5 separate regions of the Mus musculus genome follow, and all the other regions are linked to region 1. A link is a contact called in public promoter capture Hi-C data. All regions are on one chromosome and are shown on one strand. Each heading gives the region's core, a stretch centred on a gene start, on an enhancer-like site or on the middle of the called end of the contact. The rest is flanking DNA. Distances are from core to core; before and after follow the strand shown. Region 1 holds the start of Gjd3 (gap junction protein, delta 3). Region 2 holds the start of Cavin1 (caveolae associated 1). Region 3 holds the start of Rab5c (RAB5C, member RAS oncogene family). Region 4 holds the start of Zfp385c (zinc finger protein 385C). Region 5 holds the start of Nkiras2 (NFKB inhibitor interacting Ras-like protein 2).

Evidence for each region. Promoter capture Hi-C pulls out the DNA fragments that hold promoters and counts their contacts.
Region 2: a promoter capture Hi-C map of hippocampal neurons shows a contact between it and region 1, with 6 times the contacts expected there. The contact joins the promoter of Cavin1 here to the promoter of Gjd3 in region 1. A contact is called at or near these places in 3 of 39 promoter capture datasets (hippocampal neurons, liver and pre-B cells).
Region 3: a promoter capture Hi-C map of hippocampal neurons shows a contact between it and region 1, with 5 times the contacts expected there. The contact joins the promoter of Rab5c here to the promoter of Gjd3 in region 1. A contact is called at or near these places in 1 of 39 promoter capture datasets (hippocampal neurons) and 1 of 115 datasets of contacts at active chromatin or transcription factors (embryonic forebrain).
Region 4: a contact with region 1 is called in a promoter capture Hi-C map of liver, with 5 times the contacts expected there. The contact joins the promoter of Zfp385c here to the promoter of Gjd3 in region 1. A contact is called at or near these places in 2 of 39 promoter capture datasets (hippocampal neurons and liver) and 1 of 115 datasets of contacts at active chromatin or transcription factors (microglia).
Region 5: a contact with region 1 is called in a promoter capture Hi-C map of hippocampal neurons, with 5 times the contacts expected there. The contact joins the promoter of Nkiras2 here to the promoter of Gjd3 in region 1. A contact is called at or near these places in 2 of 39 promoter capture datasets (hippocampal neurons and pre-B cells).

Annotation. Positions count from the first base shown.
Region 1 is chr11:98,980,178-98,985,768 of GRCm38.p6, forward strand. It overlaps Gjd3 (gap junction protein, delta 3), which reads right to left and starts at 2,843. Exons shown (of 1, transcript NM_178596.3): 1 at 1-2,843. The coding sequence starts at 2,839. The coding sequence ends at 2,003.
Region 2 is chr11:100,967,492-100,973,082 of GRCm38.p6, forward strand. Cavin1 (caveolae associated 1) reads right to left here and starts at 3,126. Exons shown (of 2, transcript NM_008986.2): 1 at 2,499-3,126. The coding sequence starts at 2,975.
Region 3 is chr11:100,734,778-100,740,368 of GRCm38.p6, forward strand. Rab5c (RAB5C, member RAS oncogene family) reads right to left here and starts at 3,438. Exons shown (of 6, transcript NM_024456.5): 1 at 3,301-3,438.
Region 4 is chr11:100,689,777-100,695,367 of GRCm38.p6, forward strand. Zfp385c (zinc finger protein 385C) reads right to left here and starts at 2,690. Exons shown (of 9, transcript NM_001373887.1): 1 at 2,625-2,690. It overlaps Gm38483 (a long non-coding RNA gene), which reads left to right. Exons shown (of 5, transcript XR_880214.3): 2 at 1-381; 3 at 476-1,034; 4 at 1,163-1,285. Dhx58 (DEXH (Asp-Glu-X-His) box polypeptide 58) reads right to left here. Exons shown (of 13, transcript NM_030150.2): 13 at 5,108-5,566. The coding sequence ends at 5,381.
Region 5 is chr11:100,620,099-100,625,689 of GRCm38.p6, forward strand. It overlaps Nkiras2 (NFKB inhibitor interacting Ras-like protein 2), which reads left to right and starts at 2,857. Exons shown (of 4, transcript NM_028024.2): 1 at 2,857-2,910; 2 at 4,094-4,201; 3 at 4,845-5,086. The coding sequence starts at 4,108. It also overlaps a transcript of Dnajc7 not described here.

The DNA of each region.
Region 1 (5,591 bases), core at 1,593-4,092:
TATCTCAGAAATCAAAATCAAACCTAAATATTACATTGTGTCTCATGTGCAACTGTATTGAATGTGAGTGATCTTGAACCGCTATTGTTGAGTGACTGTCTTTGGAAGGCAGCTGGACATCCACGAGTATGCTTGAGTGGAGGGTTCCAGGCTTTCGACCCGACATCCGAGAACCAGACTCGTCCACTGGGAGTGCGGGCGTGGGCTTCAGCATGGTGATGGAGTGATGGAGCCCAAAACACTATATGTCATGCCCAGATGGTACGAGGCTGGAACACAGGGTGCCTGACTGTAGCTCAGGGCAGAGAAAGCCATGCCTTGAGGCACATTTTCTTCAAATGAGACCAAAAGACAAAGGCAGGCAATGGGGGGGGGGCAGGCCTTCAGAAAGTAAGACTGCACCCAACAGCATGTCTAAAACTGGCATACCAAGTGGGCATGCTTGCCGGGGACAGAAACTTCAGGCTGGTTTGACGGATGGCAAGGTAGGGGTGGAGGCCCAACTAAGGGGAGCCTAGTGTGCAGCAAGCCTGGGGAAAAGGCTGGTTGTACCCCAAGAACAGGGAATTCCCCTATGGCCAATAAGGCTATGTAGAAAGCTCCCAGGGCATACAAAGGCCAGAGGAAGGCTGGTGTGGGGGAGAACGAGCTGTTTGGGGTATGGTGGCTAACGGCAGGGCCTGGGCAGTGGATCTGACAGAGCCAGGGGTGCAGGGGAAGGCAGCCAGGCCTGCTCTGTCAGGGCTTAATCACTTGGTCCTAGTGAGGGTATTCAGGATGGCCACACAGGTGACAAAGGAGGAACACAGGTGAGAGGACAGAACGAAAAGGGTGACAGAGCCATGTGGCATCTCTTTGGAAAAAAAAAAAGTCGGTGGCGCACACCTTTGATCCCAGCACTCGGGAGGCAGAGGCAGGTGGATTTCTGAGTTCGAGGCCAACCTGGTCTACAAAGTGAGTTCCAGGACAGCCAGGGCTACACAGAGAAACCCTGTCTCGAAAAACAAAAACAAAAAGTCTAGGCTAGTTGCAAGGGAATGGGGACCCAGAAACACCTCTCTTTGAAGGGCAGCTTTCCTTGACGATTGGTAGGAGTCAGTCACATTTATAGATTACAGGGAACAATGGCAGGTGGGACCAGAGATGAAGTAAGCCGAAAGCACAGCACTGTTTCAAGTCGAGCCCCACCCCAGTCCCAGTCAGCCTCCAAGGTGGAGCTTAGCTACCCTGCCTAGCCACTGGGCTACCCTGCCTGGCCACTGGGCCCAGAACACATCTGACTGAACAGGACTGTTTGCTGTCAGTTCCTGTTGGGGACAGAGTTGCCTCATAGGTGGCTGGGTTAGTGACTGACAGTGGTGGCGGATGCACACACAGAATGTACGTGTGTATAGGTGTGTATACAGAGCTAACACAGGACGCATGCGTACATGCATCCACACAGAGCCTTCAAGGACATACATGTACATTTCTGTGCACGCAGGCATGAACCCAGGTCTCTATCGCCTGTCACTTGGGAGATGTATACGTGTGGACACACGCATGTGCGGACCCTCACAAGCATACACATGCAAATACACACAGCTCATAGAGGTTTACTATGCTTGAGCAGCCAACCCATCTGAGTGTGTCCAGAGAGAGTGTGTGCAGAGCGCTCACGGAAAACCACTCTTCTCTGAATTAGCAGGGAACCTGGGAATGTTGCCATCACTGTTGATTTTTGTCCCCGGTGCAACAATCAGGTCACCCACGGCCGGTTTGCCGCCTCTCAGGGGAGCCCTTGGCGTCCTCCCTTTCCGCAGGGATCACAGCACCGAGGAGCCTCCCTGATTTAACACGGCTGCCGTAACCAGCACTAGGAAGTGCGACACCTCCCCCACCCGAACCCTGGCGGTCCCCTCTGCTCATCTTCTGCTCAGGCAGGGTCCTACGCAGTCTTTCAGAAGCAAAGCCTTCTGCCTCCAAGGACCCGGGTGCTGATATCCAGCCTCCGATCTCGCCGCTAGATGGCCAGGTCCTGGCGCACGGTAGCCAGCGACGCTTTGCTGTGGCCGCTGCCGCCTTCGCCCTCGCTGTCGCCTGCCGGTGAGCGGTGCGCGTAGGCTGGCGGGCCGAAAGGGTCGGGGTCCCCGCGCTGCGATGGCAAAGAGGGCGACGGCGGCGGCGGCGGGAGCAGCTTGGCGCGCTGGCGACCCTTCCAGAGCAGGTGACCCAGCTCCGCCACGCTGAGCAGCGCCGACAGCAGCCCGACGGCGAAGTAGAAGACCACGAAGACGGTCTTCTCGGTGGGCCGGCTCACGAAACAGTCGACCGTGTGCGGACAAGGTGGCCCGGCGCACGCGTAGTGCGGGTCCACGCGGAAGCCGTAGAGCAGCGCCTGGCCGCCCAGGAAAGCCAGCTCGGCGAGCAGGCGCAGAGCCACGCTCAGCAGGTAGCAGCGGCGCGCGCGGCGAGCGCGCAGGGCGCACGGGGAGCACGGCGCCTCGGCACGCCCGCGCGCGCACGGCGGGGCCAGCTGCGCACCACCCGCCTCCTTGCTGGCCTGGTGCATGGAGTAGATGACGAACAGCACCGGCGGCGCCGACAGCAGCAGGATGTGGAAGAGCCAGAAGCGGTAGTGGGACACCGGGAAGGCGCGATCGTAGCAGGTCTGGCGACAGCCGGGCTGCAACGTGTTACACACGAACTCCTCCTGCTCGTCCTCGAACACCGCACCTCCCACCGTGGCCAGCACCAGGATGCGGAAGATCAGCATGATCACCAGCCAGAGACGACCCACGAGCGGCGACTGTAGCTGCACCGCGTCCAGCAGGGAGCCTAGGAACGCCCACTCCCCCATGACGCTGGGGACGAGGAAAGGGGGTAGTCACAGGCTGGGGCGGGCTGAATACCCCCTGTCCCCCGCCACCCCCCACCCCCACCCCCACCCCCGTCCCTCAACAATCTCGGAGGGCGCCAGGGAAAGAATATTTTCTGGGGTTTAATGAGTTAATGTCAGAGTGTGAGGATAGTCCATCCTCAGCTATGGGATTCCTTCATATGGGCATAGAGGGGTGCTGAGGAGGGATTTCCCCGCACACCTGGCCTGGGCCTGCTTGGCTAGGGAGACCCTAAGGTTCCCCAGATTCTAGGTTCTTCTTCAGGGCCAACCTTGCTGGCCTGGCTTTTTGTGCCAGGAGCAAGAGCGGCTACTGGAGTCTAGAATTCTACGTTCCTTCTGTTTGAGACCCCTGGGAGCAAGGGGAGGGCCAGGCCGGGTGAGCCCCCACTGTCTCCTTTCTCTCTCACCTCGCAGCAGGGAACGCCTTTTGGGGTTGGAAGCTGACACAGAAGCCTGTTTTTCCAACTTAGGATCTCTCGCCCGCCCTCAATCTTCCCTTCCTCACCAACCTCAGCCAAGGAGACCGGGCACAGCCCCCTCGACTCCTCTCTGATAGCAATTATCAAGCATCTCTTGTAAGCCTCCCCAGACACACAGAATACACCACGTCCCGTCCCTGTAGACCCTTAGTGGCCTCTAGATGTCCCCAACCCCACTTACCCCGGGACCTGGGCCTTAGAGCTGAGCGGAGGACCTTGAGAGACAGCTGGGACCTGTCCCTCTGGGTCCCTCTTTCATTTTCCTTTTTGGCTTTGGCCGGGATGGATGATAGGACAAGTATGGCTGAGAGGGGCTAGCTCTCCCCCTTCTCTTAAAGGGACAGGGTGACCTGTGGTCCGGCTCCACCCTGGAAATAGATCCAGGGCCACACCCCTTGTTGGGTCCTTCCTGCCTTCTCTTTCCATCCCTTACCCCCCATGCCCATCCCATAGCCATGTCTCCATCTGGCGATGGACGGAGGCTAACTAGAGCTACATTTTTTTTTTTAATTGAGGGAGCCAGAGAGATCAATCATGGGAACCCTATCTCCTGGCAGACTCCTCAAACTGAAGACTAGGTCCACCACAACCAACTGACCCCATTTTTGAAGGGTCTTGTGGGCCAGAGGGAGATAACTTCGGCTTTTAGGGGACAACAAATATGGCTTTGGGGGGGGGGGGCTTTTGGTTCTGCCACTATTGGACCTTGGATGAGCCATGTAGGTCACTTGGGCTAAGATCTCTTGGTCTGTCACCTGAGCCAGCTAAACTCTAAGATTCTTACTTTGTTCCGAGACAGAGTCTCGCTGTGTAGTTCAAGCTGGCCAGGACCTTACCGTATAGGCCAGGCTGCCCTTGAAGTAAATGATCCTCCTGCCTCAGCCTCCCAAGTGCAGGACATTAAGTATGCATCACCACACCCGTCATAGTCGCCCATCTTAATGACCAGGTCTCAGCTGTGTTACAGAAACCCCAAACCCAGTGCTTGGAAATACTCCGTGAGGGCATCAGGAAGATGTGGAGATAGCTGGCTACCGTGGTTAAGCCAAAGCTCTGGTCTTTCCTACTCAGCAATGTCTAGGTTTACCGTGAGGTGTGTGGCACCTCATAAGGTCAACAGCAGTGAGAAAAGCTTCTGCCAAGGATTTTCTAATATGGAGCTTTGTCTACCAGTCTAGGTGCGGGGAGATGCGGGACCATGATAGACAATCCACGGGGACCCGAGTGGGCCAGGAAGAGGGACTCCCGATTTAAGATGGTGTTTTTCTCCCTTCTGTCTACCTCAGTCACCCACTCATTCAGTCTTCAGCTACCCCGGCACTATTTACAGCCTTACAGCCGGGGAAACCGAGGCTTAGAGAGTCACACATGCGCAGTCAGTGAAAGGCGGACCATGAACTCACTCTTGGCCTCAATGGTTCTGGAGCGCATGCTCCCTCACAGCTTGCGAGGGAAAACTGCCACCTCTCTATACCTGGGTGGGGTCTTGCGTGGGGCTGAGGGTCTCAGCACTGAGGTGGGCTGTGCGTACTCCTATGAAGGGATAGGTCATTAGTCCTCACGTACTCCGTGATATTTTCTCCCCCAGTCAGTACAAAGACCTGCATGGGTTTCTGTCTGTTAACAGTGGGTCCCTAATGGGAAATGTGTTCTCTACTGATTGGCTCAGTCAGGGGTCTAGCCCAGCCTGGAAAAACTTTTGGTTAACTCCAGCTTGGGTGTGCCCCTGAACGTTTCCATCCTCCTGCAGGGTCCCTTAGAAATAGGCCTGGGTGTGGGGGCGCTACCCTGGATAAAATCCAAGAGAATAGCACGTGCTGGAACCCCACATTCTGAAAACAGGATGTGAGGTGGAGCACCGGGCGACCCCTGCCACTCACTTCCGGCCGAGCTGCCGTCTGCACCCTGTCCTCAGCTATGGAGGCTCAGGGTCACATCTCTTCTTTCCTAACTACCCAGGAATGGTCCCAGCCCCAGCCCCCATTGCTCCTGCTTCGTCAGGCTGGAAAAAGCCCACCAGACCCCACCCCACCTGAGCCCACCCGACCCCACCCAGTGTGACTCTGCAGGGAGTGGGATCGTGCCACAGAGATGCTAGGGTGGGGCAGCAGATGGAGAGCCACTGTCACTCTGCCCTGTCCCCCACCTAGCTCCCCATGCCAGAGGAGACTCTACAATCTCTAGGACCCAGTCCTAGATAGCCGTGGGCAGCCCGGGAGGTGTTGCTGACA
Region 2 (5,591 bases), core at 1,876-4,375, 2.0 Mb after region 1:
CTCCTTATCCTGAGTTTCCCATAAACTCTGCCGCCCCCAGTCTTCCCTATTAGGCCTGCCAAGACACAGGGCTATTTTTACCCTATTCTTTTCTCAGACCGTGGACCTCTGCAGACCCGGGAGGAGAGCAGGCCGCTTTCCTCCAACATGGGAGGTTCCACCCCCTCACCCCACCTGGAACATCCTTGGGGCAGCTCAGGGAAGTTTTGCAACTCTGAGCCCCATCCCATGTCCTGGAAGCTGGGTCCTTACCTCTGAGCTTGTCCCTGTCACTTAAGTGACAGAGACACTTCTTTCTTTTGAGATTTATTTATTTTTTAAATTTTGCGTATGGGTGTTTTGCCTGTATTCATGTCTGTGCAGCACCCTTGCTGAGGCAGAAGAGGGTGTTGAAACCCCTAGAACTGGAGTTAGATTGTTGTTAGCCATCATGGGGGTGACTGGTTCTCTGGAAGGGCACCCAGTGCTGTTTATGACTGAGCCATCTCTCCACCCCCAGTCCCAAGCCACTCTCCCTTAATTCTTCCCTCCTCACTCACTGGCTTGGTGTTTCAGATACAGTCAAAGCCATCTAGTGCATGCCCCACCCCACCACACTAGTCAGATAGTGATGACTGTCCGATGCTGGAGCTGGAACAGATCAGAGAGGAGGATGACCCCATCAGAGAAGTCGTCCACCCACTCAACACTTGTCCTTTCTCTCAGAATCACCCTCCTCAGCCTGGGGAGGTTTACCTCCAGGTTGAGAATGTCCCCAGACTGCACAACCTGGTCCATTTAATGAGAAAGTCACCTGTCCAAGTTCTTTGTGACAAGCACAGAAGGAGCGAGCTAGCTTACTTCTCTTTCCCTAAACATCACCTGTGTGGCAAGGGCCGCACCGGTCTCAAAAACAACCCACAGGACCCACACCTCCTGCTTCCAAGCATTAGACTGAGTGGAAATGGCTTTCTAAGTCAACACTCTTCTCCTACCCAGTGGGTGCTATAAATGGGAGACGCAAAGCTTTTTTTGTTTGTTTTAGACTGGGTTGTGTTATATGTCCCAGGTTGCTTTGGCCTCTGAAATGATTGGGGCCCCGGGTAAACACCAGCCGGGCAAAGCTTTTTGCAGGCCCCTTGAGAGAGTACCCCAGCAGTATGTAGAGGCAGGAGCTGGGAGCAGGCCTGCTCTGCCTCTGGCCTACCACCAAGGATTCCAAGAATATGGTCTGCTCCATTCTTCCCCAGACACTGTCCCATCTGCATCGCTCATGGTTACTCTTAGGGAAACTAAGCGAAGGTCCTCATCTCACATCACATGGTTACTCTGGGGCATCTTAATCAAGAAAGTCTCTGAGCTTGGTGATCACAGCCCCTTTACAAAGATCTTTGAAGGTAGAGCACGTTTCCATTCCCTTCAGGAGCATAAACTAACCCTACAACCATCACTCCTATTAGGAGTAGAAGCATCAACTAGGCCCAAGCAGGAGGACGCAGAGCTCAGCACATTCCCTCCCAGGGAAAGAGCACTAAGTCCACACTCAGCTCAGCCTTACTCTCAAGGGGGTCAGGGATGGGGAGCGCAGGGACAAATCTGCACTGCACTGACTCTCAGATGCTTTAGGGGTTAAGATATCACAGTTATATCCAGGCTGGAGGAACCCAGAAAGGTGCAAAGAATGCAACGGGTGGAGCCCGTGGAGTGCGGCAGCCTCCACCCACCAGCACCTTCACAGCTCGGGACATGGCCCCCGCAATCATGCGGGGGTGGGGTGATTCACTGCGCCCAGACCGCCACCTCCACCCGCCCCACTTACACTCCTAACGCCCACCCTACCTGCCCCACCCGCTCCCAGCAGGCGCCAAGGGCGCCCGCGCACTGCAAGACCCTTGGGAACTGAAAGTGCCTGGAGGCCAGGGGCAGATCGCGGCCTAGGGACATGCGTGGGTAGCCGAGGTTGGTGCGGGGGCGCGGGGATAGGGTGTGGGGGGCTGACGATCGTGTCCCTTGCATGGCGCCCCCGCCACTGCGTGCCTGAGCCCTGAATCACCCGCTATATCGGGCCCGCAGCGCCGGAGGCCCCAGGTCCCGGGCCCCACCTTTAGTGTCTGCTTACAGAGGGGCATACAGAGACCACCAGAGACCTCGGGCATTCCCTCCCTTTTCCCTCTCTCCGCCCCACCAAAAAAAAAACTTCCTCCAAGTGGAAAGGCGTTTGACAGAGACAAGCTGGGAGCATTCAGCGTTCCCAAGTCTAGCCCGCTAACTTTTCCGATAGGAGTTAGAGACCGTGGGGAGGAGCCTGGAGAGGAAGGCGCAGGGTGCGCCCCTCTGTGAGCCCCAAGAGTTTGCCACTCCCTAAACCCCACTCCAACTGGGTTCACAGGAAGGGGGGAGGAGCTCCTGACCGCTCTCACCAGGCCGGGCTGGCGGAGAGACGAGCCTCGGCCGGGTGTCCCCACCCGGATCCCAGGCCGGGACCCCAGCTCTGGGCGCGGTCCGCCCCGCGGGCTCACCTGGTAGATCATGACTTTGAAGTTGCGGCGCCTCAGCAGCTCCGCCTCGTTGACCTCCAGTTTCTTTATCTGGCCGGCCTGGCGCTCCAGGCTGCCGCGCACGGTCTTCACGTTGACGCTGACCTTGCGCACCTTCTCCAGCAACTTGCTCACGGTGTTGCTCGTGGTGGCGTGCGCCTTGCCCAGCTTGCTCAGCTCTCCCTGGATGCTCTGCACAGCGCCCTCCATCTCCGCCTGTCGCTCCTCCAGCTGGGCTTGGGTCAGCTGGATCTGGTCAACGGCGCCGATGATTTTATCCAGAAGGCTCAGCACCAGCACACCGTTCACCTGGTCCGACTTGATCAGCTCGTCGGAGCCGGTCCCCGACGGCTCCTCCGTGGCCCGCGCCTCCCCTTGGGTGGGCTCCGGGCCCTCTGAGGAAGCATCGGGAAATCCGGAATACGGCCGCTCAACGATATGGAGCGTGACATCCTCCATGGCTTCCCGGAGCCGTGCGGGGCCGACCGGGTGGAACTGGAGCGGGAGACCGGGAGAGAAGGAGGAGCGAGAGACTGGACAGCGAGCAGGAGCCCAGAGCGGAGGAAACTCGAGCCACGTCCGTGCGCACCGGGACTCTAGCCAGAACTGTGGGGCGGGGAATCTGCGAGTTGCCCGGCTCCTAGACCAAACCCGGAGTCCCGTCGGCCATTGGCTGGCCCCACCCCAGAAAGGGAGGAACCGGGGCAGGAGGGGAGACCAACCCCGGAGGGGCAGCAGAGGGGAACCCAAGAGCTGGGCGCCCCACCCTGTTCAGGATGGTTGGAATAGTTGGAGCGGGAGTCTAGGGCCCCCCTTGGCAGTGGAGGCTGCGGCAGCGGGACTGGGGCAGAGGAATGTGAGCTGCGGAAAGGAATTAGGTCTTCGGAGTGTGCTCTACTCTTTCTCTTTCCTCACCCACAAACCCACTCCAGCCTTTTAAGATCAAGCTGAGGTCCAAATGGCGCGTGAATTGGGTGTAAACGAGTAGTTTGTGTCTATGCCTCATGTCCTTGGAGGATCCTTGCCCTATACAATCTTTTTCAAAGATTTGGGGGTCTGCCCCCATCGTCTATCTATACACTGAGTTACCACTGTCCCCCAAATCTTGTGGGGTTGTTAGTGAGAGAGAGGGAAGAGATGAAATGACAGAAAGGGTGACGGCCTAGAAAGGGCCTCTAGGTTTCTCTTAGAATTGTAAGGACAGGGCATGATTAAGGCGAGAAGTAAATTATAAAGTAAAAGCTTTTGGTCACTTCTCCCAGGGCCCCCTCCAGCAGATATCTAGCTAATTCTAAGAATGTGAGCGTCGGACTCGTTCTTCCCTTGGGTTCTCGGATATTAGGTGAGCATTCAGGGAGATCACGGAACCCCATCTCTTTACCTAGCAGAGAAAAGAAGGCCAAGAGGAGGCAGGTGGCTCTCCAGGGTTCACTCCAGGTTACTGTTGCCATCTGTTCTTAGCTCCAGGTCTCTGAACTCCACCGGTACTCAGTACCTTTCCCTGGGGCAGGAATTGGGGCAACTATAGCGGTACTACCGAATGGGGAAGCGAACAGTTTTCTTCATGGTGCTGAACACCAAGGAGCTGGCAGTTCTGAGCAGGCGCAGAAAAGTCCTTAGCACAGACGTCTAGAGACACAGGCTGCCCTGTGTCTCTAGACACAGGCCCTCAGCAATCCCTGGAGCCACCCCAATTCCCTTTCCCACAGAGATACTGAAAACCTTTTCCCTGATTAGGAAACCAGGCTTGGGGTTCCCCGCCTGGATGGGTTCTCGGCAAAAGGTCACTTCTAGTCTGGTGCCCACCCTCCTTAAGTTAAACGCTGCTCTGTGGAGACTCGAGGGTCGTCGATCTAATCAATCAATTCACCAACGTGTGGAGCAGATTGCCATATAGGGTATAGAACTTTAGGGACCTCTGAATAAAACAGCAATCCCCCAACACACCAATTGGTTTTCTCACTTGAGGTTAAAGAAGAGAGACCCTCAGGCGAGAGTGGCGACGCACGCCTTTAGTCCCAGCCATTGGGAAGCAGAGGCAGGCAGATCTCTGAGTTCGAGGCCAGCCTAGTCTACATAGTGAGATTCAGGATAGCCAGGACTACACAGAGAAACCCTGTCTTGAAAGACAAAACAAAAAAAAAGAGTGAACTTCTGCATACAATTGAATATTTGCCAGGTGTGATGGGATACCTTTGATCAAAGCACTTGGAAGGCAGACAGGCAGATGTCTATGAGTTCGACAGCATCTTGGTCTACATAGCTAGTTCTGGGCCAGCCAGAGCTATACACTGATACCCTGTCTCAAAAACAAAACAAATGGGGAAACAAACAAACAAAATAAACTACATGTTTTATAACCATCACAATGGGCAGATTACCAACTTTTTAAAAGAAAGAAAGAAAGAGAGAGAGAGAGAGAGAGAGAGAGAGAGAGAGAGAGAGAGAGAAAGAGAGAGAGAAGAAAAGAAAAAAAGGGGACTGGAGAGATTGCTCAGTGGTTACAGGTGCTTACTACTCTTACACAGAACCCAAGTGTGGTTCTCAATAACCACAGTTCCTCTGGGTACAGAGAATCCGATGTCCTCTCTTCTGCCCTCCACTGGCACCTGCACACACACACACACTAAATAAGTAAATAATTAAATAATTTAAGGAAATTATAGCAATTAAATTTTTTTTCTATTAAGAACTGATAATGCTTTAAGAAAAAAGAATGTCAGGAGAAAGCCTTACTGGACCTTCAAACTCTTTCTCTTCCTATATTTTCAGTATGGGGCATGGTAGTGCACACCTTTAATCCCAGCACTCGGGAGTCAGAGGCAGGTGGTATGAGTTTGAGTTTGAGGCCAGCCTGGTCTACAAAGCAAGTTCCAGGACAGTCAGGGCTGTTACATAGGGAAACCCTGTCCCCAAACACAAGTAAACAAAAGGCACACAGAAGAGTTGGCTCATGAGTTAAGAGCACTGCTGCTCTTGCAGAGGACCAGGTTCAGTTCCCAGCATCCACATGGTGGTTGACCACCATCCATAACTGCAGTTTAGGGGATCTGGTGTCCTCTTCTGATCTCCGCC
Region 3 (5,591 bases), core at 2,188-4,687, 1.8 Mb after region 1:
TTATTTCTATCTCTGCAAGAGATCTAGTATTCCCATTTTGTGAGGAAAAAAAAAAAACAACAAAAAACAAGAAAACAGGTTCAATGAGCCCAAGTCACCCAAATGGTAAGCAAGGGGCTGAGGATGGGAATTCAAGTCTCTGCGCCTAAGCCTCTACTGCCTTCCACCTACACTGCCCTTCTGATAGCTGAGCAATGGTTACAAAAAGAGTCAAGAGTCTCCTGTAATCCAGAATGGCCTCCAACTTTCTATATAGCCAAGGATGACTCTCAACTCTGATCCTCTAGCCTCTATCTCCAAGGAGCTGCAACCACAGATGTGCCTACACACCTGGTTTATATAGTGCAGAGAGATGAGACTCATGCATCTTAAGCAAGCACTCACCAACTGAGCTATATCCTCAGCCCATTAAAAAGGTTCTTTCTGGGCTGGTGAGACGACTCAGCAAGGGAAAGTGCTTGCCACCAAGTCTGAAGACCTGAGTTCTATCCCAGGCCCCACCTGGTAGTAGAGAACTGACTCTCACAAGTTGTTGTCTCTCTTCTACACGTGTTCATCGGCACGTGTGTGTGTGTGTGTGTGTGTGTGTGTGTGTGTGTGTGTGTGTGCGCACACCCAGACAGAAAATAAATGAATACGTGTAGGTTCTTTTTAAGGAATGCTTGCTTAGTGGAGCTCTATCTGAATTTGAAGCTGAGCATGGTGATGGGCATCTTTAATCCTAGGGCCTGGGAGGCAGAGACAAGTGGACATACCTCTATGGGTTCCAGGACAGCCAGGGCTACACAGTAAGACCCTGTCTCAGAATCATCAGGGTATCAGAGGGAAATCAGAAGGCATGGCCTTTCAACCCTGCCTGGGGGACCTCTCTGCCTTTCACTTTCACTTTCATTTTCTAGCTATCATGAGTCAAGTTTTGGAGAAATTAATGGCACACAGACATTAGCAAACTCTTAGGCCCTGAAGAGTACAGGCTTGGGATTCTTAACTGTCATGGAGTCCACGGCAAAGAAAGAGGGTAGAATGTTGGGAAAAGAGAGGGAAGCAAAAGCCAATACTAGAGACGGCGGACTTAAGAGTCTGTGCTCCTGTCCCTGTTCATTCTCCCTGCAGGCGCCTTTACTCAGCAAGCCCCGCAGACAGGGGAGCCTGCTTTTAGAAAAGACAAAGCTACACCCGAAGCCACGCTGCAAGCACAGCGTCTGACCACTTCTAACTGTATGCTTGGGGGGAACCGTCTCAAGGTGGGCATACAAATACCACCATCTCCAGGACACTTGTGAGGAATAGGCACTGAGAGCACTCTGGGGGCTTTCTATCTTCACGAGCTCTTGCCCTCCTCCAGGAGTGAACAGGCAGAAAGGCCAACGAGGTGTGAGAAGCAAGAGGGGAGGTGGAGAACAGCCTTAGAGAGGAGGGACTTCCTCTCTGGAGTGCCCTCCCTAGCCCGGCAGATCAGCAACGGACTTCTGCTGGGCCGCTACAATTTCTGAAAGCCAGAAGTGGCTGCAGAACCATGCAGAACTCTAGTGCCTCCTGTCTCACAGACAGCTTCTCCGCAAAAGGGCGCTTTGGAGTCAGAGCTGGAAAGATGTCCGGACAAATGCCAGAAACGCCCATTAGAAGGTTCCCTTGCTTCAGCTAGAACCCCAGGAATCACAATCCACTCCTTGGAAGGTAAGTCTAGCAGAAACCAATCCCTGTAAACAGGCAGGGGTCACTGGCCCTCTCCCTCAGAGGCACATGTTGAACAGATCAGAGAAACTAGGCTAGCTGAATCTCTGAGCCCACAGAGAGAGAGAGAGAGAGAGAGAGAGAGAGAGAGAGAGGATTGATTGATTGTTATACTGACTGAACACCGGAAACTGTCCAGAAGTAGGTTGGAAAGATCTCAAAGCAAAATGTTTAGCCTTTGTGTAGTAAGAAAAGCATCTTAAGTTGATCAGATCTCAAAAAACCAAAAAAAAAAAAGTTGATCAGAGATGCCCAAGGACTGAATGGCTTTCCCACTCTTCCTCCACTGCAAGACAGCAAGGGTCAGCTGTGGCTTCAGAATCAGGCTACTCCTCAGGAAGGCAGTCTCTAACCTGTACTTTGGCCGCATAACAAGAGAACCTTCCAGCTTGGTCAGAGATACCAGCCATTTCACACACTTAAGTCCCAAGGAAAACACAAGAATCCTGTGTCAATACAGTAGGGGAACTGGCACTTTCCAGCACACATAAGCAATTCCTTTACGGACGAAAACTATACCTGCCACGGTGATGTGGACTAACTGCTCTGTGAAAAAGTCCAAGCCAAGAGGGGAGTGGAGACTCTGGTGAGGAATGGACCTGTTGCTCAAGTGTATAGTGGTGTGTGATTCAGGGTGGTTAAGAGATGGTGCCTCAATTTCACACTACTCCTATTTGGTCTATTCTCCACCCCTATAGATAAGCAGGCAGCAGTCTCTCTAAGGAAACCACTCACATGCTCTGGAAGGACAGGGCTGGGCCTGAAGCAGGGGGGAAGGAGGAGGGGAGACAGAAGATAATGAATGGGCAGATCCTCCCTGATCTGTGATCTGTCCCTAGGATTGAGCAGAGCTCAGCTAAATTCTTTAGAGGCAGGAAGACGAACACACACTGAGAGAACTTAAGACAGGGCTGGGGGCATAACGTGCAGTCCAAGGAGAAGGCTGCCATTCCGTCTAAGTGACCCAGAATTCAAACTCTGCTGAGGTCCTCGTAAGCTCAAGAGGAAGTAAGGAACTGTAAGCGCGCAAAAACACTTCTGTGCGTGTACAACACTCTCATTCCGACATCCCCCCCCCCCCATCCCCGCATCTCCGAAAGGAAATCGAGATAAAGATAATTTCAGGGCTGCAGGGGGACAACTGGGTTTTTGGTTGGGATTGGGGAGTGGGAGGCGTAGAACACAGGAAAGGAAAACCAGGAGAGACAGCACTCTCCGTCACCTCTAAAAGAGAAGGGGGACAGGTTCCTTCGCACCTGGTAAAGACTCTTTGATTTTGAAAGCTGAGGGGGTGGGGAGCGGAACTTAAGAGTCCCTCTCTCCCACAAGTGGACTGGACAGGCCAGAGGAGAGCCTCAAAAGACTCCCAAAGGCTCCCGAAGGACAGGTTAGCGAAGGAAAGAGGAGCTCCCCCTTTGGCCTGACGCCCTGGTGAGCCCCTAAGAGGGGGCTACGGGTCGGGGGAGGGGTCAGTGTCCCCCTAAGCTAAGGTTGGGCAGGAGGAAAGGGTACCCCAGGGAGGCTACCACACAAGTGAGACACTGGCCCTGGGACAGGCACACTCACCGCGGCTCCGGGCAGCAGCGTTACTTTGGGCCGGGGCTTCCACAGACTCCGCTCCTCTCCCCCCCACCCCCGGCGGTGTCCCAGGCTCCGGCCTCCACTTCCGCCTTTCAGCCGCTCCGGATCCGGATCTTCAGCTCTGCCCCGCCTCTCTATATTCCCAGGTGACTGACAGAAAGAACAGACCAATGGGAGACACTCCGATCCTACCCACAATCAACGCGGGAAAGGAGGGAGAGTGCGCGCGAGGGATGGCGGGACTTGTAGTTCTCCGCACAGGGAGGAGCCGGGGGCTGCCTGGCACTTGGGTTTTGGGTGGAACCGGCTGCCGGTGGGGCGGAGCCGGTCCAGGCCTGCTTATCGCGTCACTGCCAGTTCCAAGTGCCGCGAGGGAAGGCGTGTGGCTGAGCTTTCCAAGAGAGCAGACAGAGGGCTGTTCATGCAGAATTGAGAAAGGAAAAATATGATGTTCACGTAGCCGCGCAGACCGGTCGTGTGCCCTCGGCAACTTGGAGAAGCCAAGCCCGCCCAGGAGGCTGATTGTTGAGGACATTCTATTATAGGAAAGGCGATGGAGTCAGGTGTAATGGCTCGATCCGAAGGCAGAGGCTTGCAGATCTCTGTGAGTAACAGCTAGGGTTATGTAGTAAGATCCTGGCTTAAAAAAAAAAAAAAAAAAGAAAAGAAAAGAAAAAGAAAAAAGAAAGAAAAAAAAAAGGTGATGAAATCTCTGAGAGCTCTATAGAATGGGCTCTCTGGGGGCTAGCGAAACGGCTCGACAGGTGAAGATGCTTGCAGCCAAGCCTGACTGAGTGCCGTGCCCAGGACTCACATGGAGTAAGACAGACTCCCACTAGTTGTCTTTTGACAACCACCCATCCACCCTCCCTCCCGCTAAATACTTGAAGAAATGTAATTTTTTTTTTTTAAAAGAAGGAGTTGTCTAGAGGATACTAAATGGTTGAAAAGGAGACCTGCTGCTGCCAAGGGTTGCTCTCACTCTCTCTTCCTTTCACATGGGCTCTCACTATGTAGTCCTGATTGGCCTGGAACTTACTTTGTAGATGGGTTGTATTTGAATTCACAGAGATCCTCCTGCCTCTACTTCTGGAGTGCTGGGATTAAACACATGTGCAACCACCACGACAGACTAAGCTTTCTTTCTTAGGCTCTGTTCCCAAATATACCAGACCCCCTCATCTCCCTCACTCTGCCCCCAGTCAGAATTAGCGCTCCTTCAAAGACTACCTGTGTTCTCTCTACCCGTCACTATAGATGAAAACCACTAACCCTTCTACCACAGGTCAGTTCTGTTTCTGTTGCTTCTAATTCCTTCTGTATGAATTAGGACCACTTTTTGTTTGTTTGTTTTTTGTTTTTTGTTTTTCGAGACAGGGTGTCTCTGTGTAGCCCTAGCTGTCCTGGAACTCACTTTGTAGACCAGGCTGTCCTCGAACTCAGAAATCCTCCTGCCTCTGCCTCCCTAGCGCTGGGACTAAAGGCATGCGCCACCACGCCCGGCATGAATTAGGACCACTTCTGTTTAACCTCATCCTCCAACACTGGCCTCTTTCTGCATCTCTCTCCCGGGGATACTACTCAAAACTTTTATAAAATCAAAGCCCACCCCCAGAGACCATGTAATGCCTAGGGCATGGAACAGCATCAGTCATACCCTGAAAGTTTGAGCTGAAGAATAGACCTGTCTGGGACAGCCTGCCACAAAGCTGTGCCCACATCCAATTTCATCTTTATCACCAAGGTGCCAGTTTCCTACAACATATGCACCATATGACATGCACAGACCTACACAGAAATGTAAGCTAAGAGAAGACAGAGCTTGGGAGAGTGAATTCTTAGCAGGTTCTTAACTGGTGACCAGCTCTTTTCTCCACCGACCTGCCCACTATAACAACACTATACCTAGCTTAATATCAAATACCTATCCAGGAAAGAAGAGTTCCTTATTCAGGAGGGTAAGAAAATTCCTGGTATTTCTTTCTAAGGCTAGAGAAATGATCCTGATCAGACGTCTCTCCCACATAGTGTGTATTTGTGGTTGTAACTGGGTGGTAGGGAGGAAGGAATGTAACAGGCCCTTAGCGACTCATTAAGGTTTCTCCCCTTATCCGAGGAGTCCCTGGTGGCGTGAACATGGTGCCAAGTGGATTAGCTGGCGCCTTTGCCCTACCTAGAGACAGCAATAGGGCCCTGGGGTACAGTGGGGTGTGTCTGCTTGCGTTAGCTCTTTCAAAGCCCTGGGGCTCTCAGACTAACCCCCAGAAACAGACAGA
Region 4 (5,591 bases), core at 1,440-3,939, 1.7 Mb after region 1:
TAGCACAGACAAAATCCTGGGTTAAACCCCCAGTAATGAAAAAATAACAATAATATATATTTTATAAGATCTGGTTAATGAAATGTCCAATAAGGTCGCATGTATCCCAGGCTAGCCTCAAACTTTATATAACACAGGAAGAACTTACGATGCCCCTGACTCCACCTCCCAAGCTCTGGGATTATAGGCACGGTCTGCCATATACCACACTTGGTTGTGTGCGGTGCTGGCGGCCTTGGGCATGCTTGGTAAGCACTCTACCAACTGAGCTACAACCCCAGTCCCATGTTCAATAAATCATTTTCTAGCCTCCTGCCTTGACAATTATGCCTTCGTGACAACCTGGGAGAGCAGGCTGACAATCAGATTTCTCTGCTTCCGGTGAGGTGAGTTTCACAGCAGAATAACAGTGTAGAGAGATGGCTCCATTCTCCGGGTTCAGCCACCCCTGCCCTTGCTACATTCCTATGGCCAGGTCATGTCTGCACTGCAAGGACCGACCACTGGACACCGGACCTCGGCCTGCTTCCAGCCTGTAAAACAGCACACTAAGCAAGCATTCTAGCGACTGAACTGTATCTCCAGCCATGAGAGAGTGGACCTGATGCTTAGCCTGGTTGACTCTACACTTGATGGAAAGCAGCCAGAGCAGAACGCTTGAAAGTACCCAGCCTAGGGCCTGTGCCCTGCTTCCCTTGCCTAGATTTTAAGGGTACTCATGGATTGGCAGGCTTTGGTGGCCACCAGAACTAGAGCCAGGGCTTGAAGCTTTCCCTCCCTCCACTGGAGGGCAGCTCCCACAATCTTCAGGCAGGATTATTTGTCATCCTGGAAAAATCCAGCCTAGTTTGATCCCAATTTGTGGATTTCTGGAGGCGGGGAAGGCAGGGAGGTAACGCCCACAGGGAATTTTTTGTCGAGTTGGGTATCCAAGCCAGAGCTTGTTCCATCTAGGCACAGCCCCAAGTGGGCCCCTGCCGCTCCCCGGATCCTGCCTCGCCCAGCAGATGTAAGTCCGACACAGCCAGGAGAAGGTGAGGGGTTCTGGACAGCACAGAGATGGGAACCAGCAGGGGACCGGGGCTGGCAGGGGAGGAGTGAAGGGCATTTCCCTTTCTGGACAAGCTTTAAAAATTTTCCACCCCACCTCCACCCCCTGCAGATCGGCTTTGCTGTCCTACCCAGGAGGGGACACTTAGACCTGTTGAGCCATCACCAGGCGCCAGAGACCGGGCTAGATGCTCTTCTGCGAATTCTCATTAAATCCCTGCAGCTACCCTATGAGGTGGGTCCTAACCTTAACCCCATTTTCAAGTAAGGAAGCAAGGACAGAGGTCGAGGACTCAGTGCTAACCCACCCCAAGGTCTCTTGCCCTACAGCTCACTGCCTCCCAGCAAGAAGCTATCCCAGAAGCAGAAAGGATGGTAGGAAATGAGCAAGGGCCAATGAGATGGCTTCGATAAAGACGCTTGCTGCCAGGCCTGAGGATCTGAGTTCAATTCCCCAGTATCCATATACATGGTGGACCTCGAGAGTTGTCTCTAGCAAGTTGTCCTCCAACCTCCACCCACATGCCATGGCATGTAGATCTCTCTCTCTCTCTCTCTCTCTCTCTCTCTCTCTCACACACACACACACACACACACTTGAACATAACACACACACACACACACACACACACACACACACACACACTTGAACATAATACACGAGGAAGAATTTCCTGACAATGATGGTGTGTGTGGGAGGAGATCGTGGAATGCTGGATCTAGACAGTCATGAAAAACATGAAAAAAATCCCCTGCCCTAATCGTCTCTTCAGTCTGTCCAAAGGTTGGGGATGATCTCTGGAAGGTTCCTGGAGTCTTGACTGGGACTAGGTAGCACCCTCCCTCCCTCTGTTCCACACCCCGGGGGTCTTTACTTAAGTGGCTCACAAGGTCCCAAATTGCCTCTCTTTTCTGACTCAGGAATCTTGGCATCACAGCTGAGTTATCTCAGATCAGGTCTCCCAGAAAACCCTCCCTGGAGTTCTGGGAGGCAGAGTCTCATCCTAAAGCCCAAATCCCACATAAGAGGGCACAGTCATCCCAGGCCTGCCTTCATTCTCAGGGTCTGACTCTAAGACACTAGGCAGGATGGACCTGCTGATCCTGGGCCCTCTGGATTCTGGCATTTCCTCATTCCCCACCTCCTCTCGCCATCTATAGCCAAGTGCAAATGATGCAGATGACCCAGGGACACCAGAAAACCCAAGTCCCACGCTGATAGGCAACAGCTGTCACTCACTTGCTCCCAGAACAGAAACCCTTCGGTTCACTCCATTACTCCGAACTGCGAATATATTGCCCTGGGACACACAAAGGGTACTTGGGGTGACGAAGTTCACCTGCTGCCCTTCGGAACATTGTAGTGTCTGCTGCCCGTTGCTGCTTTCCGCAGCCCTTGGACTCTGGCATTATCCCGTAGAGCCAGCGGCTCCCTCCAACTTCCTTAGAGTTTTATCGCACCCGCCTACCGAGCCTAGTTGTCTCTGGGTGTCCCCTAGGTTTGAGACGGGCAGGAGACAGAAGGCTCTGCCTTGTCTTTCCGAGCTGACCTCGAGATCCTCAGAGTGTCTTACCTGCAGGAAAGAGATGCAGCCGGCGGTGGCCACCTGCTCTCGCCTGGTTTGCAGCGCAAAAGCTCTGGGCTCGCGGGCCGGGGCTGGCGGGCTGGGGGCGGGGACGAGCTGGGAGGGGCGGGGTCTCCAGTCCCACCCCAGTCCTGAAGGTGAGGAGTCGGTAAGCATTTTGAGGTTGTTGAGTATAGAGCAGAGAAACAGGGCCACTGGGAGTTCCGGTTTCTTTTCTTTTATCTCTTCCTTTCCCTTCTCTCCCCGTCTCATTTGAAATAGGGTCTTATGTAGCCCAGGACTACCTTGAGCTCTTGGTCCTCTAGCCTCCACCCTCTAAATGCTAGGATTACATACATGCATGTACCACCAATCATGCTTGCTCACGTATGTGTGGGCTCTCTCTTTCCTCCCTTCTTTTTCTTTCTTTCTCCCTTCCTTCCTTCCTTTTGTCATCATCATTGTCATGTTTCTCCTCCCCCACTGCCTCTTCCTCCTCATTTGTTTTTCCCAAGGCTAGGAAGGCTGCACTCAGGCCACATTTGAATTCAACTAGCACCAGTTTTTCTTCAGCTTCCTAAGTGCCAGGAGCACTGGCAACGAACCTACACTTGACTCTCGGAGGGTTAGAAAACCTGAGTCCTCCTGACCTTATACAATTCTATCTGACAGCCTGGTCCAGATGTTCACAAGCCTGGCTCCGCCAGAAGACCCCCCACCCCCCAGCCCAAAGCAGCAACAAGAACAGATTTGCCTGAGTCTCCCTCCCCTCAGTCTGAGGGTCTCACAAAATTGAAGATGGGTGGAGACACCCTTACCCCACCCCCTCCCTAACTCCTGCCTAAAGGTCAGCAATATAAAGACCCAGTGATTAGAGAGACATTAGGCATCCATCTTTTTCCTCTCTCCTGGCAACACAGGGCCCTCCTCCAAACCCCAAACCCCCCTGGCAGGTCCCTCAGCTGTCACTGTTTAGCACTGGAATGACAGGCGTCCAGACTCCGTGAGTCCAGCCACATTCAAGGCCACTGAGCTTAGCACTCTGCCCCCGCCCCCTCCTCCATCAGTCGCTAATTTTATTGACCTGTAAAAGGCACGTTCCTGGCTGGTGGTTGGGGGGGGATGACTCCTGAAGGGACCAAGGACACTCTGAGAAAGAGTTACCCTAGTTAAGATGGCTGCCCAAAAGAGTGGCTGTGAATTTTTAGCTTTAGCCAGAAAAGACTGGGAGAAGAGAGAATCAATTCTTTTCTATGCACTTTGAGGCAGGGCAAGAATGAAGCAGAAGAGATACAGGTTGGATAACAGGAAGAACTGTCATCCTTCTGTGGAATCTGCCCTAACCCTTCCATCCCTCCCCCCCCCCAAAGGTGGCTTGTGCCTGCTGGGCCTCTTACTACAGAAATAGCCCTTTCCCTGAAGAATCAACCTAGATCTTGCCTCTATTAAAATCAGAACAAAAAAAAATTAGGCCTCTCTGATTCTCCCTGCTCCATGCCTACCTGACTCCAGCCCTCCAATACTGGCTCTCGGATGCTTTTTCTCAAGTGAGAAGGGGGGACAAGGGGGGGGGTTGAAGAGTTAGAACCTGTCACAGGGTGGCAAGGAGACAAGGACTTTACATTCTTAAAGAGCCTCAAATTGAAGCTTTTTAGATCTAGGAATGAAACCCAGAGCCGCTTCTGTGATGGGTGTGTTCTCGGCCTGTGAACCCTGTCTTGGGCACCTCAGATTTATCCTGCTGGTGATCTACATGAGAACTTGGCAGACACAGAAGACATTTTTCCTTTCATTTCTTTTTTCTTTCTTTTTTCTTCCTTCCTTCCTTTCTTTTCTTTTTTCTTTCTTTCTTTTTTTTTTTTTTTTTTTTGAGACAACCCCAGGCGGACCTCAAACATACAATGTAGCCAAGGATGGCTTTAAACTTATCTTAGCTACAGTTATTATTCATTGTGTGTGCATGTGTGTGCCGGAGTGTGTGTGTGTGTTTGTGTGTGTGTGTGTGTGTGTGTGTGTGTGTGCTGGAGTATTTATGACTGCACTAGGATGCATGGGAGGAGGTCAGAGAAACAAGTTGGTGGCCCTCACCTTCCCCCAAGTTGGTCCTGGGGGATTGAACTCAGTCAGTCAGGCCTGTAGGCAATACTTTACCCAGTGAACGATCTCATCAGAGCATCCTCCTGTCTCTACCCCTCCAGTGTTTAGAATCCAGGTAGGCACTCGCCATGCTGGCTTTATGCAGTTCTGGACATCAAACCCTGGGCTTTGTACACTGTAGGCTGAGCTCTGACAACTCAGCTAGTCCAAAGGGTAATATTTTAACATTAAAATTTACTCAAGCAGGTAAGTGTGCAAAGAGGGGTAGAAGATAGGCCTTACAGTGGAAACAAAGACATCTGCGAGGGTGCGTTCATCTCTTGACTAGGAGGAGGCATGGCACACTAATGAAGCTTATTTTCCATCAATTACACTTCAAAATAAAAACCGTTACATATTCTCTACTACACCTTTAATTTATGAAGAGCCTCAAAAACAAAAACAAAACCTACAAGGTGCTTGGGCAAGGGAGGGATGTTGTAGTTCTTAGAACATCATGGCATAATAATTCTCCTGCGTTCATCTTCCAACTCCATCCAATGTGTTTAAGATCTCTGCAGCAGAATAAAGGGGTACCCTGACCAGAGTGCTAGCCAGGGGAAGGAGGATGGCTTGCTGGACTCTCCTGCCCCCTGCAGTTTGACCTAGGTACTGCAGTCACAAGGGGGTCAGTCCAGGGAGAGCTCAGACAGGCTTTGTGTGCAGTCCTGCAGGATATCGAAGACTGGTATGGAGAAAGGCACCCGGGACCACTTTTTGGCCTGGATCTTCCCTCGAGGTGTTTCCAGTAGTATGCTTCCGATTTTGAGCACTGGCAAGGTCACTGATTTGTAGATCATCTGGAAGCCCCAGACCTGATGGTGGAACAGATGGAAGCAC
Region 5 (5,591 bases), core at 1,607-4,106, 1.6 Mb after region 1:
AGCTTCATCAGTTCCTGGAAGCCCTGCCCAACCAAGCGAGGGGAACGCAGGGCGTCTTCACCCTGCTCCTTTCATCCTCCACGGATCTCTAAGCACCAACTGGTTCATCACCCCAATGACGCGGACCCTTTTATGAGGCTGCTTTCATGTCAGCCGCTTGGGAGTGCCATCTCAGCGTTAAGCCTAGAAAGGATGACATGGCGCGCCAGCCCCTGCCCCGGAGTTTATAAGGCAGCTCATGGGGTGAGGTCCCTTTTCCTCAGTGTCCCCTGTACTCCTACTTCTCATAAACTCTACCCAGCACGCTTGTCTGGCCAGATGTTGTCTGGATTGGGAAGACAGCATAATTATCTTTGTAGTACCACTACCACACACAACAGTGTTGGATTAAATTGAGGCCCTCTGAGGTTAAATGTGGGGAGGAGACGACCTTGAAATTGTAATTTAAAGCCAAAAGGAACGAAAATAAGACAATGGAATTTAAATTTCCCTTAAGGAAAGTGTGTGTCAAAGTCCCTAACCTTATTTGTAGGTCCTTATCATTACTGACGGAGTGGAAACTACCTGGGCCACTGGATAGAGAATGATAGCTGGACCTCAGTGAATTGAAATGCTGTGACCCTTTAATATGGTTCCTCCTGTCATGGTGATCCCCAGCCGTAAAATTATTTTTTGTTGCTACTTTGTAGCTATAAATTTTCTACTCTTATGAATTGTAATGTAAATATTTTTGGAGATAGAGGTTTGCCAAAAAAAGTCATGACCCACACAGGTTGAGAACCACTGCCTTAATTAACGAATTTAATTTTTCACCCATTTTTCAACAACGGGGGGGGGGGAAACAATTTTTTTCTTCCTTCCTGAATTTCTTATGTTAGATTTCTTCTGTTCATCTGTTCAACATGAAACCTGGGGTAAATCACACAGACCCACTGCCCTTAGCTTGAAACCTTGTCATCAATGCTTTTTGTCCCCACACCACACATCCCCCAAGTCTTTTCATCCCAAACTCTTAAACAATAAACTTAGAGACTGCAAATAGTCTCCTAACTGATCCTCAGTTTCATCTTTGCCAAGCCTTGGCTCTTCCGAGAGAATGACCTTTCTTGCAAAAGTGGATGGAGTGTGTCATTTCCCTGTAATAAACTTACCAATGGCGTGCTATTGTGGTGTTTGGTCCCTGGCCTCCCACACATCTTCATTATTTGGCTAGTCTCTGCAATCAATACTGAGCCCCTAGGGATTCCTGGCTCCAAAACTGTCATGAACCTTGTTGTATTTCCTCTGTGTAATAGCTAGCCCTGCTTGTCAACCTGACCGAATCTGGAATGAACTACAATCCAGAAATGCAGGGCACACCTGTGATCCAGATCTTGAGGTTGGAACACAGGTTTCTAACCTGGATCTTGACATGGAGATCTTGAGGAATAGTGACCAGGAAAAGCTTAAACCCAGGTAAGGTAGTTACATGCATTTAATCCCAGGAGATGGAGGCAAGCAGATCTCAGTGTAAGGTCAGCCTGCAACAAAGCAAGTTCCAGATCCAGACCTGGTGGCACACACCTTTAATCTGGGACACACCTTCTGCTAGAGGCCTTCATAAGGACGTTGGAAGAAGAGCGATTCACTCTTCTTTGCTTGCTTGCACTTACTTGCCAGCACATCTGTTGGAACCTACTACTTCAGGATTCCAGCTTAGGCAGAAGACCAGCTGAAACAACGAGCCTCGTGGGACTGAGAGAACTACTAGATTCTTGAACTTCTCATTCACAGCTGCCCACTATTGGGTTAGTTAGAATACAGACTGTAAGTAATTACAGTAAATCACCTTAATTTATAGAGACATTCCATAAGTTGTGTGACTCTAGAGAACCCAGACTGATACAAGAAATGTCATGGTTCTTGTATTTCCTCTGCTTCAGAAATCTCTGTGCTATTCGGCCCTTCAAACATGAACACAGACACCCCCCTTTCCTCCCTCCTCTTTGGTACCTGTCACCTCTAAGTTAAATGCCCCTCTGCCATGCCCATAGCACCCCACTTCAATAACAGCATTCATCATGGTTGGTTTTAATTGTTACTTTGGCTGGCTAATTATTCTAGACAATGAATTTATGGTTCAATCATTCTAACTTGTAGCTTTTCCTTTGTATATGGCCCTACTTAAGGCACAAACAAGACAAAGTAGGTGCTGGGGTGTTTGGTTTCTTTGTCTGTTTGTTTTTGAGACAGGGTCTCTGTATAGACTATGTTGTCTTCAGAAAATCTCCCTACTTCACCCTCCCAAGTGCTGGGATTCAAATGTGAGCCTCCATTCTAAGTTCAAAAAAATTGCATGGTTAGTTGAGCGTGGTGGCATGTGCCTTTAATCTCAGCGCTCGGGAGGCAGAGGCAGGTGGATCTCTGTGAGTTCAAAGCCATCATGGTCTACAGAGTGATTTCAAGGCCAGCCAAAGCTACACAGAGGAACCCTGTCTTGAAAATCAAAAGAAAAAAATTGAGGCTCAAAGAGCATTTGCCTAGTATGTGCACGATCCTGGGTTCCATTCATAGCATAGCATAGCCAAGAAAAGAAAAAGAAAACTTGTCGCATAGATGATAGAACGAAACGTCACTGGTCACTGTCTTTTAGAGAGAGAACATTTTAGTGTCAGAGCCTGGAACATCGGCTTAATAACCAGACACAAGTTCTGGTGGGTATTTCCCCGCCGGCCTCTGGGGGCGCTGTGCGATCCGCGCTCACTTTACGCCGCCGGAAGTTGTCTTGAAGGCTGGCCGTTGCGGGGCGGGACCTCTGGGTCAGTCCTTCCACCCAGAGGAAGAGGGCCGTCTTTACGGTCGAGCTGCCCCTCCCATGGTCCGGCCCACTCCGGGGGGCACCTCAGCGGGAGTGCTGCGGGGACCCGGGAGGTATGGAGCTGGGAGGCAGGGCTCAGCGCGGCCTCTGTCTCGGATTCACTTTGGTTGTCCTGTGATTGCCTCTGAGATTCTGAGGGGTGCCCTTCAGGGGTACTCTGTGGCGGCGGCCTCTGGCAGCCTCTCGAGTGTCGCTTACTAAAAGGCTCACACCACGGGGTGGAGATGAGCGACAGGAAACTCTCCTGGAGAGGTTTCTGCTTGGGACCCCTTTGAGGCTTACCTCTGGATCTCTGCTTTCTGGGGGGAGGAGGAAGGGGCGATTACTGGCGCTCCCCGGGTGCCTGTGTCAGGAAGTTTCCCTTTAGAAGGACCTCTCTCTGCAGTCTCAAGAGAGTTTATAAATCTGAGCTTTCTCTGTGCCTGTCAGTTCAAGGGATGTAAAAGCCATCTTTCGGAAGCACTTTTCTCTTTATTCTGTTTCTTGTCAGATCTTTATTTTACCGGTGGATTCAACTGGGAATGGTTAAATGGAATTTATTGCCATCCAAATTAGTCATTCAAGAAAGCAAGTTATGCCGGGCAGTGGTGGTTGCACGCCTTTAATCCCAGTACTTAGGAGGCAGAGACAGTCAGATTTCTGAGTTCGAGGCCAGCCTGGTCTACAAAGTGAGTTCCAGGACAGCCAGGGCTATACAGAGAAACCCCGCCCCCCCCCCCCCGAAAGAAAGAAAGAAAGTTTTTCTCCATATTTGCACACTCTCCCTGAGGAAAAGATGTCAAGAAGAATCTAAAATCCCTGCTTCTTTCTTCACGGAAGTCATGGTTAAAAGGAGAAAACAGCCTGGTGTGCATATGCCTCAACTATTTCATCAGCTGGGAGCCAGCTTGGGGTACATGAGACCCTGTCTCAAAACAACCCCCTCCCCCCAAAATCAAACAAAAAGAACAGGAGTATTTGTGGAACTTCCTTCAGTATTTGGTGCCCTATCTTGTGCACAGGAACAAACCCGGCCAGCTGTTTTTGTCACCCCACTCTCTAAGCCCCTCCCTTTGTGGTGCCATTAACCCCACCCTGGCTGTGTGCCAAATCCTGGCCACTCATGGGATAAGGAGGTTAATTACAGCTCACTGCTCAGTAGTTCGGTAAACATCAGGGTGGTGCTAACTCCCTGATGCTCCCTGGCCTGCTGTTTGGATTCTGTCTTCCCTCACCACACGGCTTCTGTCCTTTTAGGTTGAAAGCTAAGCATGGGGAAGAGCTGCAAGGTGGTCGTGTGCGGCCAGGCATCTGTGGGCAAAACTTCAATCCTTGAGCAGCTTCTGTACGGGAACCATGTCGTGGGTGAGTGTTGCTGGGCCCGGGAGACTGGCAGAAGACCTTGAGTGAAGGATCTGGTCACATCCTGAATCCAAAAGCTAAAAAGGACACCAGCTGCTTTCACACCCTCCCAATTAGGGCTGGAGGCAGGGCTGACTGTCAGAGCCCTGGTCTAACATGTACTAGTCCTTGGGTTTGAACCCCACAATGGAGGGGGAAAATAAAACATTGTACCACCCAAGTTCTATGACATTGTACAAATCTAGAAGGAAGAAACCCAAAGCCAAGATAGGAAGAAGCCCATTCCCACCCCACAGCACTTGGCCAGAGGTGGATGTAGGGTGTCTGCTTCTATTACTGCCCGCCTTGTTGTTATCGTCTTTGAGAGGGCCTCACTGTACGGCCCAGGTTGGCCAGGAACTCTCACAGATCAACCTGTCTCTGCCCCTGCCTCCCCTCCTCCAAGAGCTTCAATTCAAGGTGTGTGTCTCCACACCCAGTTCTGTGTTGCCCTTTTGCTTGGTGTGATAAAGACATGACACTCGGTCTCACTCTCAAGTCTGGTCTCTCCCGAGCCCCCATATTCCTTATGCCCTGTGTCTGGTCGGCTTGTTAGGCTATCTACCTTGCTCCCATCTCCCATCTCTCTTGACTCATTTTAACCCAGGTTCTGAGATGATCGAGACCCAGGAGGACATCTATGTAGGCTCCATCGAGACAGACCGAGGGGTGCGGGAGCAGGTGCGTTTCTATGATACACGGGGTCTCCGGGATGGGGCCGAGCTGCCCAAGCACTGCTTCTCCTGCACCGATGGCTACGTCCTGGTCTACAGCACAGACAGCCGAGAGTCGTTCCAGCGCGTCGAGCTGCTCAAGAAGGAGATCGACAAGTCCAAGGACAAGAAGGAGGTACATGTCCTAGACTTCTGCTGGGAGCCCAGTGGTAGGAGAGCATGAGCGTGGGTCCTCGGTATGCTTTCGGGTGTATACTGGCTGGTTTTGTGTGTCAACTTGACACAGCTGGAGTTAGCACAGAGAAAGGCACTTAAGGTGAGGAAATGCCTCCATAAGATCCTGCTGTGGGGCATTTTCTCAATTAGTGATCAAGAGTGGAGGGCCCCTTGTGGGTGGTGCCATCCCTGGGCTAGTAGTCTTGGGTTCTATAAGAAAGCAAGCTGAGAAGCAAGCCAGTAAAGAACATCCCTCCATGGCCTCTGCATCAGCTCCTGCTTCCTGCCCTGCTTGAGTTTCAGTCCTGACTTCCTTTGATGATGAACAGCAATGTGGAAAATGCAAGCTGAATCAACCCTTTCCTCCCCAACTTGCTTCTTGGTCATGATGTTTTGTGCAGGAATAGAAACCCTGACTGAGACAGGGTGCTGGCATGATTCCCAGTTGTGCGCATTTGCCAAGA